Linked DNA regions of Gossypium hirsutum: region 2 is linked to region 1. A link is a contact called in public Hi-C data. All regions are on one chromosome and are shown on one strand. Each heading gives the region's core, a stretch centred on a gene start, on an enhancer-like site or on the middle of the called end of the contact. The rest is flanking DNA. Distances are from core to core; before and after follow the strand shown.

The links. Hi-C and Micro-C count contacts between places; a contact is called where the count stands out from the background.
Region 2: a Hi-C map of leaf shows a contact between it and region 1, with 3 times the contacts expected there. The contact joins the enhancer-like site here to the promoter of LOC107953062 in region 1. A contact is called at or near these places in 14 of 34 Hi-C or Micro-C datasets (callus, hypocotyl, leaf and 2 more).

What each region holds. Positions count from the first base shown.
Region 1 is chrA07:26,901,673-26,909,143 of Gossypium_hirsutum_v2.1, reverse strand. LOC107953062 reads right to left here and starts at 3,685. Exons shown (of 1, transcript XM_016888290.2): 1 at 2,832-3,685. The coding sequence starts at 3,612. The coding sequence ends at 3,025. It also overlaps the pseudogene LOC107955857.
Region 2 is chrA07:27,002,637-27,010,107 of Gossypium_hirsutum_v2.1, reverse strand. No RefSeq gene overlaps it. Among protein-coding and RNA genes, the nearest start is that of LOC107953044, 26 kb to the left of the region's middle. Within about 2 kb of position 3,852, at least 1 of the 9 cell types and tissues checked has an H3K27ac peak or open chromatin away from gene starts, as enhancers often do. A contact at or near this core is called in leaf, where this site is marked.

The DNA of each region.
Region 1 (7,471 bases), core at 2,436-4,935:
GCCTCACTCCTGTTATCATCTATATCGATGCTTAATAAAGGCAGCATGATCGTTTTGGTTCCAAGTGGTGATTTCCTTTCTAACCCTTTGTCTTTGTCCCTACAGATTTATGAGAAATTAGCTACAGCGTTTAAATTGGAAGAAGATGTAGTGATAGCCAATCTAGATGTTGACAAATACACAGATGTAGCTGAAAAGTAAGCATAACTTAGCCAATAAGCCCAACCCTTTGTCTTTGAGAGTTAAAGATTAGAAATTCTCTGCTTTAAGTGCAGCTATGGAGTAAGTGGATATCCAACATTGCAATTTTTCCCAAAGGGCAATAAAGCTGGAGAAGACTACCATGGTGAAAGGGAATTGGATGACTTTGTTAGTTTCATCAATGAGAAGTGTGGCACCAGTCGTGATACAAAAGGGCAGCTAACTTCAAAGGTTAGCATAGTATATATAATGCTATATCATGTTTGTCTTTCTATAGGAGGTAAAATCGTTCTCCCCTTCCTTTCTGCATAGGCTGGTATTTTGCCAAGCTTGGACACATTAGTGAAGGAATTTGTGTCTGCTAGCAATGACGACAAGAAAACAGTCTTGTCTAAGCTTGAACAGGTATGGAAAGATCTACTTGAAAGCTGCTAAAAGCTGTTTGGAAAAAGGTGCTGATTATCCCAAGAAGGAAATTGAACGGCTGGAACGCATTCTTGACAAGGTAAGAATCTTTGCTGTTGAATATAAGTAAAATTCTTCTTGTTGTGCCATTTGAGATGGTATTAAGCCATGAATTTTTTATTTGTTTTCTGGGTTTTATTGTGCAGTCAATAAGCCAAGCAAAAACTGATGAATTCACGCTGAAGAGGAATATCTTATCAACGTTTACCTGAACTTCTTACCTCACTGAATTTCCATTCATTTTTTTAACGTTTTAAATTAAAAATAACTCCCTTTTGTCAATCCTAAGCAGAATTATGTGTCGAAGTTTGCCTGAACTTCTTACATCACTGAATTTCCATGGATTTTTTTTTTAACTCTCTTTCCCCAATGCTAAGCAGAATTATGTTTGCAACTTACAACTTTAGTTGTTAGGCAATTGAAGCTCCTATTTGACGTAGTTATCAAATTTAGGTTGCTTCAACTGCCTCTTCAAACAAAGTTTTCATATAGTTGTAATTCTGAGACTGTTCTAACAAGTCTTTATTCTCCTTTCAATCATATTTTAATGGTTAAATTTTGATATTAGTTCTTTTACGATATGTAAGTAAATTTTATTGTACATATGTGGAAGAACATGGAGCATCCTCATGCTGCATCCATGTGAATAACTAAGAAGGAGCTAAATAAAGTTCACATGCTTCCTCATATAGTCTCCACCGTCTCTATAACCAAAGATGAAGGAATCTGAATAAAGTTCACATGCTTGGTCTAGCAACCCATAATTGAGCTCTTCCTGCATTTGGCTTGAGATATGCTTTTTGACTGCTTTCCTTTTTATTGTTCACGTTATATTGTGGATGAAACACATGTTCGCAGGGGTGTAGCCGAGTGGTTCGCAGGTGCTTTGGCAGCTCCTAAAATATAAAATTTTTTATTTAAGTCTTTTAAATTTTTTAAAATTTTAAATTAGTAAAAATAAAATTACACTTTAGCCTCTAAAAATGATAAAAAATCGATTTAACCTTTTAAAAACTATAAAGATATAAGCTATTCAAATAAATTGTAAAAATTAAAAATTCATTTTGCCCCCAATCTAAAATTTTTCTATTAGAATTTGAGTACCTTACTTGCACTTTACGATTATTTAATGTTGAATGCAGATATTAATCTTTGAATATTCATTATTCGAATTTGTTTCAATTTTGTGGGTAATGATTGTTTGGATAATAGACTTTATTTTTTTTTATGAATAATAGATTTAGATTTGATATCCTAATTCATTATTCCTTTTATTTTTAAAAATTGTTATTTTAAAATATTAAATATGAATATTTAATGAATTCAAATATTCAAAGAATATTTTAATTAGATTTAAATATATAGTAAAGTCAGATAATAAATAAATTTAAAATTCAAAGGTGAATTCAGATTTTAAAAAATAGTAGATTTCTGGTGTTGGTTTGATGAGAGATTGCATTATGAGTTGCTGAAAGGAATGTGTACATATCAGGCGCCATGAGATGAAAATGATTGATTTTAGCCTAAAATACCAACAACTTTACGGCTTTAAATAATAAACATATGTTTGATATTTACGTTTTGCTAAATGCCTTGCCTTTTACTTCATTGAGTAATTACACTCGCAAATACTCACACACACACATATATATATATATATACACTTAAAAACAAGTGGTATATTTCATTAATAGTGTATAGGATAATAATTTTATCTATTTGTAGAGTTTTTCATTTCACTGGCCATGTATAAGATAATAATCTTTTATATATATATCTATAAATATATAATACACTAACAATATTTTTTTTATTTTTATAAATAGGTTTAAAAGATTAACATATATCTCTTTTTCTTAAAATAAATTTATTTGTAAAATTTAAAATTTTGGAAGCAAATATTTTTCCTATTTATAAAGGTAGGGATGTTCAAACAATTCGTACTTCATCCGTTGAGTGGACGTTTATAAATAGCATTAATACAAACAAAGGCAGTGCTAAATGGTTGCAGGACCTCTCAAAAATTTTTGAAAAATTTCATTCTTAATCTCATAAAAAATTTAAAATTTTTAATTACACCCCAAATTATTTTTTTAAGAAAATTCATGAAACTCCTGTGAATCTGTTATTGAATACAAAAGCATCAACTTATTGCACTCAAAATGTAAGTCTTTAAATCTTATTGATGAAACTATAAACACACGAATCCTCGTTAAAAAAAAAAAGCTGTAGTGTCTTTGTTTGATCATCTCTTACAAAACGCTCTGTAACTCAAATAATAAAAAAATTAAAAAGAAGAAAAAAATATAGATATTGTAGGATATGCAATATGATGAAGTTGACATATTTGTGGAGATTCTAGCTTTTTGAGCCTGTGCTAAGCTTTTCACTATATTCCAAATATGAAACCTGTCTTTGTAACCTCATTTGCTCATAGAAGCTAGCTATGAACTTCTCCGCCTTTGAATCAATCCCTTCTTCCTCCACTGCATAATATGGACTGTTCTCTTTCTCATCACATCCTTCATATCCACACTCTTCCACTTCTCCATCTTCTTCGTCAGTATCAGATGCCGTTGAGTAACTCTTTCTCCCACCATCATTATACCCGTAAACCCCATCGTAATCATTGGGACCGAAATCATAGTCAAAATCGACTTCCTCAGTGCTAATGCAAGGAAGGAGGAATCGCATGGAGGCTGGACGGTGCATCTTGATGTGAAAAATGGGCGTCTCGTCGAATGAAAGCTGGCGTTCCTTATAATGGCTCATCAGTTGGTGATGACGATGAGGTTGATGATGAGCAAGACCCTTGAGGAACTTAGGCAGCAATCGTAGCTCCATCATCAGCCGTCTCCTGAACACCCCACCTTTTCTCGCCCATAATAATGCTAAACGCAATAGACTCCATGCTCTTTGAGCTACATCACCCTTCGTCTTCGCCATATTAAGCTTCGTTAGTAAGCCTAAGATATTTGGTTGCAGATGAGAGATGATAAGATTTATAATTGCAGATGAGAGAAGTGAAGGACTGGGGATGATAATTGGGATTAGTATGTGGACGTGTCGTGTTATGCAAATTACGTTAGGGGGTTTGGTACGCGGAAAGGCAGAGAGACGAAAACAAACGAGGGTGATTGGTGACAAGTGTGCAGAATGGGCGGCGGAACCTCGTAGCAAAACACGGTTTCACGCCACATTAAAGAATACTAAATCTAGCTGTCCCCTATTTTTCTTCCAAATCTAACCCTCTCTTTGTCCTCTATTACTGTTTCATCAGCAGAACAAAATGTTTTCACAAATGACAAAACTGAAAATTGCGGCTCCTTTTAATTGATTTGAAACGGTGTTATTTCATAAAATATTAAATTTTATAAGTATTGACTTTTGTAAATTAATAAAAATTAAGTAATAAATATATTTATTTTATAATGTTAATCTTATTAATATTTTTAGACTATTAATTTACCTATATTCATCGAAAGATTAATTTAATAATTTAATAATAAATCAACTGAACTTGTCAATGTAACTGCGGTTCTTTTAAGTTTATATAATGTTAGTTTTAGATGCATGTTTCAATTGATAGTATATTTGTAAACTTGTGAAATATCGAAATATTTTTATAAAAATTTTAGTTAAGATTTTATTTGAACTTATTATATGTAATCATGTTACCTCTAGATTCCATGGAAGTAAAATCATTAAAACACGACTCTAAAGATATAATGTTCATACTATCTGAAAATTTACAAATTTATAATGCCTATTTAGAGCGAGCATGCATGCTAACTTGGTTTTGTACAATTTAGAAATAATACAACTATATTTCATGGTAGGAATATATTTTTAAGGTGAATACTTTGTAATAAACTTTTTAATGTACAATTTGTAGCTAAGCTTTCAATGAAAAAAAATTTTAGTAAAAAGAACGATCTTAATTAATATAGAGAAGTGAAATTACAACTTAATGAACGAATTAAATTTTTTAATTTTTTAATTTTTTTTCCAAATCCATATTAAATTATATGAATAGACAAATATGATAATTAAATTATCAAATAGTGGAGAGATGATTAAATATTGTGAAGGATAAACGTGAGTTTTAAAACTCAAATAAAAAATTATTGACTTTCTTCAAAAAAGAATATAAATAAAAAATAGGGAGTATATGTTTTTATTTTTCAATTGTACAATAACAAGAAAAATGAGAAATAAATATGAGTTCTAATGTGAAAGGGTATTATAGTCAATAATATATTGGTTGGAAAGAGTGAAGCAAATGATTAAAGTGGAAGAGAAAAGGCCTTCCTTTATGAGAACACACGCTTTTGTATATTTATTTTCCCTTCAGCTTTGCCTTTATGATTAAGAAATGAAATAAAATGTTAACTTTTCTCAAGAAAAACAAATTGCAAATTTTAATTCATTAAACTATTACCAAAAATTAATGGTGATTAAATTATTGAGTAATTAAATTTTTTTCATTCAATTTTTAATGTTTTATTTAGTCATAAATTAGTTAAAATCAATTTTTTTTTTAAATTTGATAGTGTTGATATGGTCTAATAATAAATTTAGCCTTTCAATATTTTCACATTTTATTAATTTGATTCTAAACATAACAAAATTAACATATTTAGTCCTCAATTTTTTACAACATTTGTCATTTTATGACAAAAAATTTAATTTCAAATATTTTAATGATTAAATTGAAAAAATTAAAAATTTAATTACCAAAATAGAACACAAATAGTAGTTTAGTAATCATTTCAATATTTTACCCATTTTAATTGCTTAAGTGCTCTAACCTTTAATGAATCTTGAGTAATCTTTTTTATTGATATAATAAGAAATTTAGTTTGTAAGTTCACATATTTTGTTAATTTTTAAAAAAAATTAAAAAATTTTAATTTTAATATTTACATAAAGTAAATTTGATTCTAATTCTTGAAATTTTAAATATTTATATTTATAATAATTAAAAAAATTAAAAAACAACATCCTAGTTATTCAGGAGAGATAACTGGAATAGAATAGTCCATATATGTTGCAGGATGCAGGCATTGCTATCAGGGTTTCCAAGTCTCTAAATTAGGTTTGCAAATAGTTGAGCAAGCCACACTTGGCCCCTGGCCATTCTGCCTCATTTCTTCTCTTCCAAAACAATTCTTATAGTTACATTATAAAAATATACTATATATAATAAAAATTGAATAAATATAAAAATTGTCATAAAATTATGTTAGAAATAGAAAGTATATAGTCCTTAATTAAAATATATGAAATTGAATTTTAATCCAAAATTAGGAACCGAAAGTTATGCTTATCTAGAGTTCAGGGATTAAATTGAATAAAATATAAAATATGAGATGAATCAGAAAATAGATTTATATAGCATCATGCATATCATGGCATAGTATGAAAATGTTTGGTATTGATTGGTTATAAAAAAATAATTGTATAGATCAAGATTTGTGTCAATGTGGGGCTAATAGGAGAAAAGCTAAAATTGTGGATTAACCCCTGAAGAATCCACTCATTTCACATTTTAAACAAGTAAGTCCATATGAAACTTACTATCTCACTTTATGTTATATGTAATCTTGTGTTTAATTTAATATATATATATATGTATATGTTTGAATATAGTTGAAATACTTGTGAAATTGACATATATGGATAGTAATGGAGTGAATTGAACATTGTGTGATGAATGACTATTACGTAGTAATACAAGGTACGAATGTGAAAATATGGACGATTACATGATATGGAAATTAAAGATGTGATCCTTTACAAGGTGTGATTTGTAAATGTCAATAATTACAGGGATGGTATTGAAATTTGTGAAATTGATGCCCGTGTAAACTTAGTAAAAGGTTACAATATGATTGGCATGCCAACAGTGTAATATCCTGATTCTGGGCCTAGTCGGAATAGTGGTTTCGTGACCACAAAATCTGAGATAGAAATAATTATTTTATGATTATTTTAAGGTCTATGATATGATTGCATGATTGTGTGAAAATTTCGTGAAGAAATTTTATGCATAAAGTGCTTAAATTGAAATTAGGGACTAAATCGAATAATTTGTAAAACTTGCATTCTAGAAGTTTCTAGTATGAAATTGTTTTGAAATATTAATTAGGAGGCCTTAAATAGCAATTTTACCAATTTCTAAGTCTATGGACAAAAATTGGACATGGATGGAATTTTTGGAAAGTTTAGTAGTAAGGGCATTTTGGTCATTTAGGGGTAAAATGAATTAAAATACAAAATTAAAAGCCAATTTTGCTCATCTTCAACCCCATGGCCGAATATAGCAAGGAGAAACCATGGCTAGGGTTTTTCAAGCTTCCAAGCTCGATTGTAAGTCCGTTCTAGCCTCGTTTTTAATGATTTTTACGTTTTTGGAATCCCGGTAGCTCGATTAAGCTTATGCTAGCAATAATTCAACCTAGGGTTCATATTTGGAAAAATACCCATAGGTGAAATTTGTGTATTTTGGTGTTTTATGATAGAATATGAGGTTTTAAATTATGTTAGACAACTTGTGCTACTCGGTTTTAAGCGAAAACTAGCAAAAAGGCTTAATCGGTAAAAATACCTAATAGTCATAAGTACATGTTAGAGTGAGAATTTGATGTTGCCATAGAAGGGGAAAATGATCAGCATGTCATAAAACATAAGAAAATAGGCTGAAGTTTAATTTACGAGCTTTGGGGCAAAAGTGTAAATATGTGAAAGTTTAGGGGAAAAACTGTAATTTTTCAAAAATATGATTTTGGGTCAATTTGAATAA
Region 2 (7,471 bases), core at 2,603-5,102, 100 kb before region 1:
TGTTCAATGAGATTGATGAAACCTTCAAACAAAAAGTAACACTTGGAGACAACAAGCAGATTCAAGTGGAAGGGAAGGTTAATGTGGCAGTCAAAAGCAGTTCCGGTAATGTGAAACTTCTTTATGATGTCTATTACATTCCTAGTCTGTCACAAAATCTGTTGAGTGTAAGGCAACTCATGGCTACTGGATATTTTATCATGTTCGATGATATCCCATGTGTGATCAAAGATAAAAAATCAGATTAAACTATTATTGATGTTCGCATGACACCAAACAAGTTATTCCCACTTGTTATTTCTGATGTTGAGAACCATACACTCGCTGTCAAAGAAAATGGTGAGTCAAGATTATGGAATTTAAGGTATGGGCATTTAAACGTCAAAGGTTTGAATGTTCTGTAAAAAAGAAATGGTTTTTGGATTGCCCAGAATTGAGTCTTTAGATATATGTGAAGGGTGCATATATGGGAAACAATGTAAAAAAAAAACCATTTCTTGTGGGGAAGTTTAGAAGGGAAATGAGCTGCCTCGAGCTTTTACATGCTGATGTGGTTGGTCCCATGAAAACTCAATCATTTGGTGGGAGTAGATATTTTTTATTATTTACAGATTACTGTAGTCAGATGAGTTGGGTGTACTTCTTACAATTAAACTTAGAAACATTTGAAAAATTCAAAAAATTCAAAGCACTTGTGGAGAAGCAAACTAGAAGATATATTAAGGCACTGTGTATAGACAGAGGCGGTGAATTTGTATCACAAGAGTTTAATAATTTTTATGATGAATACGACCTGAGAAGAGAGCTGACTGCTCCATATACTTCGGAGCAAAACGGTGTCGCTGAGTGGAAGAACCGGACGATTGTAGAAATGGCAAGAAGTATGTTGAAAGCCAAAGGACTTCTGAATCAATTATGGGCAGAAGCTATAGCGACTGTAGTCTACTTGTTGAATTTGTCACCAACAAGGACTGTCTTCAACTAAACTCCATATGAGGTTTGGTACGGAAAAAGACCTTGGGTAAGCCATCTAAAGGTTTTTGGTTGTGTTGCTTATACTTTAGTTGATTCACATAAACACAAAAAACTTGATGAAAAATCAACAAAATGCATTTTTGTTGGTTATTGTTCTGACTCCAAAGCTTACAGGCTGTATAGTCCTATTAATGGAAAAATGATAATCAGTAGGAATGTGATTTTCAATGAAGATGCAAGCTGGTTTTGGAAAGAAAATGCATGTGATGTCAAATTTGAAATTGCGAGTGAAGATGTAGCTCCACAGACTGAAGTGTTACAACCCCCTTCTCCAAATCTGTCATCTCCTTTATGTTCATCAAGTGCATCTCCAAATAGTAACAGTTCATTTGATGATAAGACTCCTCCAAAGAAGTTCAGATCTTTGGCTGAGATTTATGCATCTACACAGGCCTTGTTTCTTGCTGGTCCTACAACTTTCGAAGAAGCAGCGGACAAAGAAGAATGGAAAATTGCAATGAAAGAAGAAATTGCAGCAATACAACGTAATGAGACATGCGAGCTTGAAGATCTTCCCAAAGACAAAAAAATTATTGGTGTCAAATTCAATAGAGATGGAACCATTCTAAAGCACAAAGCATGTCAGGTGGTAAAAGGGTATTCACAACAACCAGGTGTAGATTTTGACGACACTTTCTCTCAGGTTGCACGGTTTGAAACTGTTAGAATTGTTTTGGCATTGGCTGCACATTTGAAAAAGATTGTGTATCAGTTTGATTTTAAATCGGCTTTTTTGAATGGTGAATTAAAAGAGGAGGTTTACATTGCTCAACCCGAGGGATTCAAAATCAAAGGCAAAGAAGAAAAAGTGTACAAGCTACGAAAAGCTCTGTACGAACTGAAACAGGCCTCGCGTGCATGGTACAACAAAATTGCCATACTTTCCTAAAAATGGCTTTGAGAGAAGCAAGTATGAGCCCAATCTTTATTTTAAACAGCAAGGTACCTATGATTTCCTCATTTTTTGCCTTTATGTTGATGATATGATCTACATGGGTTCCTCTTGTCTTATAAATGAATTCAAAGCTTGTATGGAAAAGGAATTCAAAATGACAGATCTTAGAGTATTGCAATTTTTTCTTGGTCTTGAGGTGAAGCAGGTTGAAGATGGCATCTTTGTGTTGCAAAAGAAATATACTGCTGATTTACTTAAAAAATTCAACATGCTAAGATGCAAAACTACAGCAACACCTATGAATTTGAATGAAAAGTTGAAAATTGATGATGGTACTGAAGCAATAGATGCAAGGAGCTTTAAAAGTCTAGTTGGTGGCTTGATTTACTTGAATAATACACGACCTGATATTTCTTTTGTTGTTGGAGTTATTTTCAGGTTCATGCATTGTCCATCAAGGCATCACTTTGGCGCTGCAAAACGAGTCTTACGTATATTGCCGAAACTATTGATTTTGGGCTGTGGTATGATAATATCTTAGAGTTCAAGCTGAGTGGTTATATAGATAGTGATTGGGCTGGATGTTTGAAAGATAGAAGAAACAAGTCAGGTTATGTCTTTGGTTTTGGATCAGATGTTATCTGTTGGAGTTCCAAAAAACAAGCAATGACAGCTCTATGTTCATCAGAAGCTGAATATACAGCTACAACTATATCAGCTTGTCAAGCCTTATGGTTAAGAAGAATCTTAGTTGATGTTAATATGAAGCAGAAGGAAGCAACTGTAATCTGCTGTGACAATCAAGCAGCGATTTCCATATCTAAAAATCCATCCTTTCATTGAAGAACAAAGCATATAAATATTCGGGTACAGTTCATTCGTGATCTTGTGTCTGATGGGTCAATTATTCTGAAATATTGCAACACAAATGAGCAAATGGTAGATATTCTAATGAAGTCTCTCCCTAGAGAAAAACATGTTTACTTCAGACTTCAGCTTGGTGTTTGCAACTTTGAATCAATGGGGAGTGTTGGAGAAAGATTCAAAGTCAATTTTTCTAAATTTAAATTTGGCTCTGCTGTGCTTAGTTTGTTATTTTCTTATTTCTTTGATTTTTTGTTATGTTCGTGCAATAGTGTTGTACATTTTTTATGTTAGTTAGTTATGGTGTAACGGCTATTTATATGCCTTCATTTATTTCATTTTGGGTGTGAATAATACAGCAACTTCAGGCATTCTAAGTTCAACTTTTATTTTTTCTTAAACTTTCCAGTTTAGTACTTTCCTTGCATACAAGTTGTTTGACAATATTCTTCTGTGATTATTTTTTTCCCTACACCATGATAGGTTCAACTTTTAGGGCTTCTAACATTTGATTTCACAAGTAGCAATTTTTGGATAAAGAGATACAACAATTCTCTTTATAACAATTATATTTGTTTGTCAAAATTTTAGATGTTATAGAGATGTGATTGTTGTACACTTATAACAACATTTGAAATTCAAATTATATTTTATTTTAAAAAATTAATTAAAAAAACTATAATATATTAATAATGTTAATTAGTGAGATTTAGACTATGTTTTTAATAAAATTTACAAATACAATTTCATTTATTAAAATTTATTTTTATTTTATAAAATATGATTAATAGTTTTTTTATATAAAATCTGAGTATTTTATTAGAATAATATTTTATTTTTACTTCACTTCGGAATAAAACTAATTTTACTAAAGTTGAGATAAAAGTCTATTATAAATGGTAAAAATAAAAAATAAAAAAATAATTTGATAACAAATCTGATTATTATCATAAAATGTGACTGTTATAAAGAATGGTGACTTTATATTTGTGACCACGTAGGGTAGCTTTCGTGTTGTGGGAGCTTAAAATAATTGATCAAAAAGTTTGCTCTGGGCTTTTGAGATTGATCCTCATTTAAAGGGCATGGCCCAAAATATTCTCACGTCTTCCTTAATTCTCTCTTCCACCTACCAAAAATTTTGGAGTTTAAAGTCCAGCCCACTACACCTTTGAGAAAATTTGGATCAAATCTCATATCCTAAATTTACAAAATTTAAAAAATATATTACCAAATAGGAATGATACAAAATATATAAGGAAATTATTTGATACAAGCAAAGTTAGAGAATTGATAAGTATCGTATAGATATAATAAAATACTAAAAAAGAAGAACACATATCAATTTTTTAAGGTTGTTTTTCTCTCTTGTTTTGTCCAGCAATGGTGCTATGCTTGGGCTGGCTATCGCCCACCTTTTTCTCTCTTTATCCTATCAACCCTCTCTTTTATTGTCCTCATTCACTCCACATGTCTTCTTTTTTTTTTCAGTTTGCAGATCTATTTTGTGGTTATATTCTTTGCTTGTTGCCACTGAACATCAGTTTCTCTTGAGAAGTGGGTTGGTCGTAGATATTCAAAAGGTGGCTCTTCGTCGACTTCTTAATATGTTTATGTTTTGAGAGTATTTTAAAATAATAAATGATTTCACGAGTCGATTTTGACTCGTGTTGTCTTAAGTATTACAATTTTTTTTCATTGTTTAATAAGTCTTCACTTTTGTAAGTTTTTGTCTTGTATTGTACAAGTTTTTTAGTCTTATTTATGCATATAGTCTTGCTTTTGCAAGTGATTTTAGAAATTTTTTCGTCGCAATCCTCTCTAACTTAGTGGATGATTGGTTCTTTTGCCTATTTTGCCTGTCGCTTTAGACCATCTAGGGTTAATTGAGTTATCTTGTTAAATGCTTGCAATCACTTTAGATATGTCGTGCTTGAATTGTCATAGAGTCAGTTGTTAATGTGTCATAATGTTTTACTAATGCTCAGGTTGAAACCTTTGTTATGATACTGAAATTTATCTTGTCTTTTTTTCTTTGAATTATATAATCCCATTGATAAAATAAATGAATTTTCCCTAATTAAAATCATTTTCATAAAGAATAGGTTAGGAATTATTCAAGCATTGAATTCTAAATTGTGTTACATTGAGGGCTCTTTTAAAAATGCACAACACACAACATATATTATATAAGTCATATGAAATGATAGACAACAGATATCACATTTAAATATAACTGATTTGTTTAAACATGAATAATATAATAAATGAGTTCAATTAGTTTTATATGCTGCATAATTATGTGATTTAATACGGGCAAACCAACTCACATTCTATACAACGTTAATACTTGTGTCATGAACGTATTAATCATTCATTTGGAAGGACATTGTCATTAATTTTGATAAAATTAAAATCAACAATAATAAAAAATTAATTATTATAGTAATGAAATTAGATATTATAACTATATATTTAAAATTAAAACTAAAATATGTTTTTAGATAAAAACGTAGTGACAGAGGTAAAATAAATTATTGTAACAATACAATATAACTATTAAAAACAATAGATTAATTATTATAAACTTAATTCACAATTTAACTCTTAAAATATATCATTTTTCCATTTTATTACCTAAATTTTTTTACTTAATTAAATACTTAAAGCATACAAATGTGGGACGTAATCTATTTTTTTCATTTTTATTGAAAAAGTTTAAAAACATTATTATTGATTATATTAAAATTAAAATTTAAAATAATATTTACATTCTTAATGAGCCTACAAAATGCGGAGAAATAGTTATTGAGTTCACTCTAATAAATATATTAAAAAATAAATAAAAATTTAAAAATTAATACATATATATTTGTTAAAAACTGACTCTCTCCGTTTCTTTCATTTCATCATCAAGCAAAGTCTTTTTCTTCATTTCCTTCCATCAATCAAACCCCCCACCATTCATAATTTATTTTTATTTTTATTTTCTCATTTTTCCACTGCTATTCCATTGTCACTCGATAGGGTGAATTTCTTAATATACCGTTTTTGGGGAAAATCATGAGATTAAGCCTTTCTTTTTTTAAATATATTGAAATAAGTCTATTTTGGAGAGAGTGTAAAAATGTATCCAACTGAATATATTTTAAGTCTAATTAGATGTGCTTTCAGTTTTGGTTAAATAATTAAATATTAATATTTTTATCCTTGAGTTTGGGGTTTGATTTTTTTCTCCTCACATTTGTAGTTTTTATTGCATGTTGCTTCAAGCTTTTTAAAATTTTAATTAATTCTTTTAATATATTAGTTACTTTAATGGTTAGGCAGTTACAATTACATCCTAGAGTCTTGAGTTCAATTCCTCTCTTACTCAAATTTATGTTTTTTATTTTATGTTGCTTCAATTTTTTAATTAATATTTTTAACATATTAGCCCCTTTTTCTTATTTATTTAGATGGTTAGATAATTGAAACTACAAGGGTTCTATTATTTTTATAAGCATATTAATGTATTTTTAATTAAAAATAAAAAATCTCGAAACAACATGAAAAAAATACATAATATGTTTATAAAAATAATGGAACCTCATACGCAATTATCTAATAACTATCTAATAAAATAAGCTAATATGTTAAAAGTATTAATTAAAAATAAAAAAAAAACTTGAAGCAACCTGAAACAAAAAATACAAATGTGAATAGGAAAATAATCAAACTCGGAATTCAAGAATAAAAATACTAACATTTAACTATCTAACCAAAGCTGAAAACACATTCAATTGAAAGCGTTTTCTTGTAAAATCCACTGAAAACGCATCCAATTATATTCATTTTCACACTTCCTCTTCAAAATCAATCTATTTCAATAAATTTAAAAAAAAATGGCATTCTATCATAATCTTTCCTAAAAATTGGGATATTTAAGGAATTCACGCCAAGCTAACCCCACCCTTTTTCTTTAAGAATGCATGTAAAATATAGGTTTTGCTTTATTGCTATTTATTAGAGGTATATGTATGTGAGGAATTAGTGTAAAATTAAATTAGTTTTCCCAGTGACAAGTTAAGCAGATTAACCGAAAAAGCAATGAAAAAAATTCTTCTGTTAAAGAAATTACGAAGAGATGGCGAGGGAGTGAATAGACTGAAGAAAGTTTTTGTTGAATGCTTTGTGGATTTGCATATATTATATAAAGGTTTTCATGGCAATTAAAACAAGTCAAATTCTGATTATATGACTCGTAGAAGCAAAACTTCGATTGATGATCACGCTTACAAGTCTGAGAATTCATCTCCTACACAACTTTTTGCTCTTTGAGTCATGCTATATGCAGAGGGTATGGATTTGGTTTTCTACAGGTATAGGAGAATTTAAAAAGCATGAAGTTTGTATTAACATTCTATTCGCTGCTTTATGCCACAAAGATTTTATTACCGAGAATGTAAAGTAAGCTAACCTCACAATTATTCTTTCATTTTTCAGTCCATTTTTAATAGTTTTTTTGGTTGGCTTTATATTTTCTTGGTGACCAAACAAAGCAGAAAGAAGATGGAGTTGTAGTGAGGAGGATAAAGAGGAAAAGAGAAAATAAGTTATGAGGAGTTAGATTGGTGGAAGGGGATTAAAGAAAAGATTTTGATTGGATATGATCAAAGGAAAAAATGGAGAGAGAAT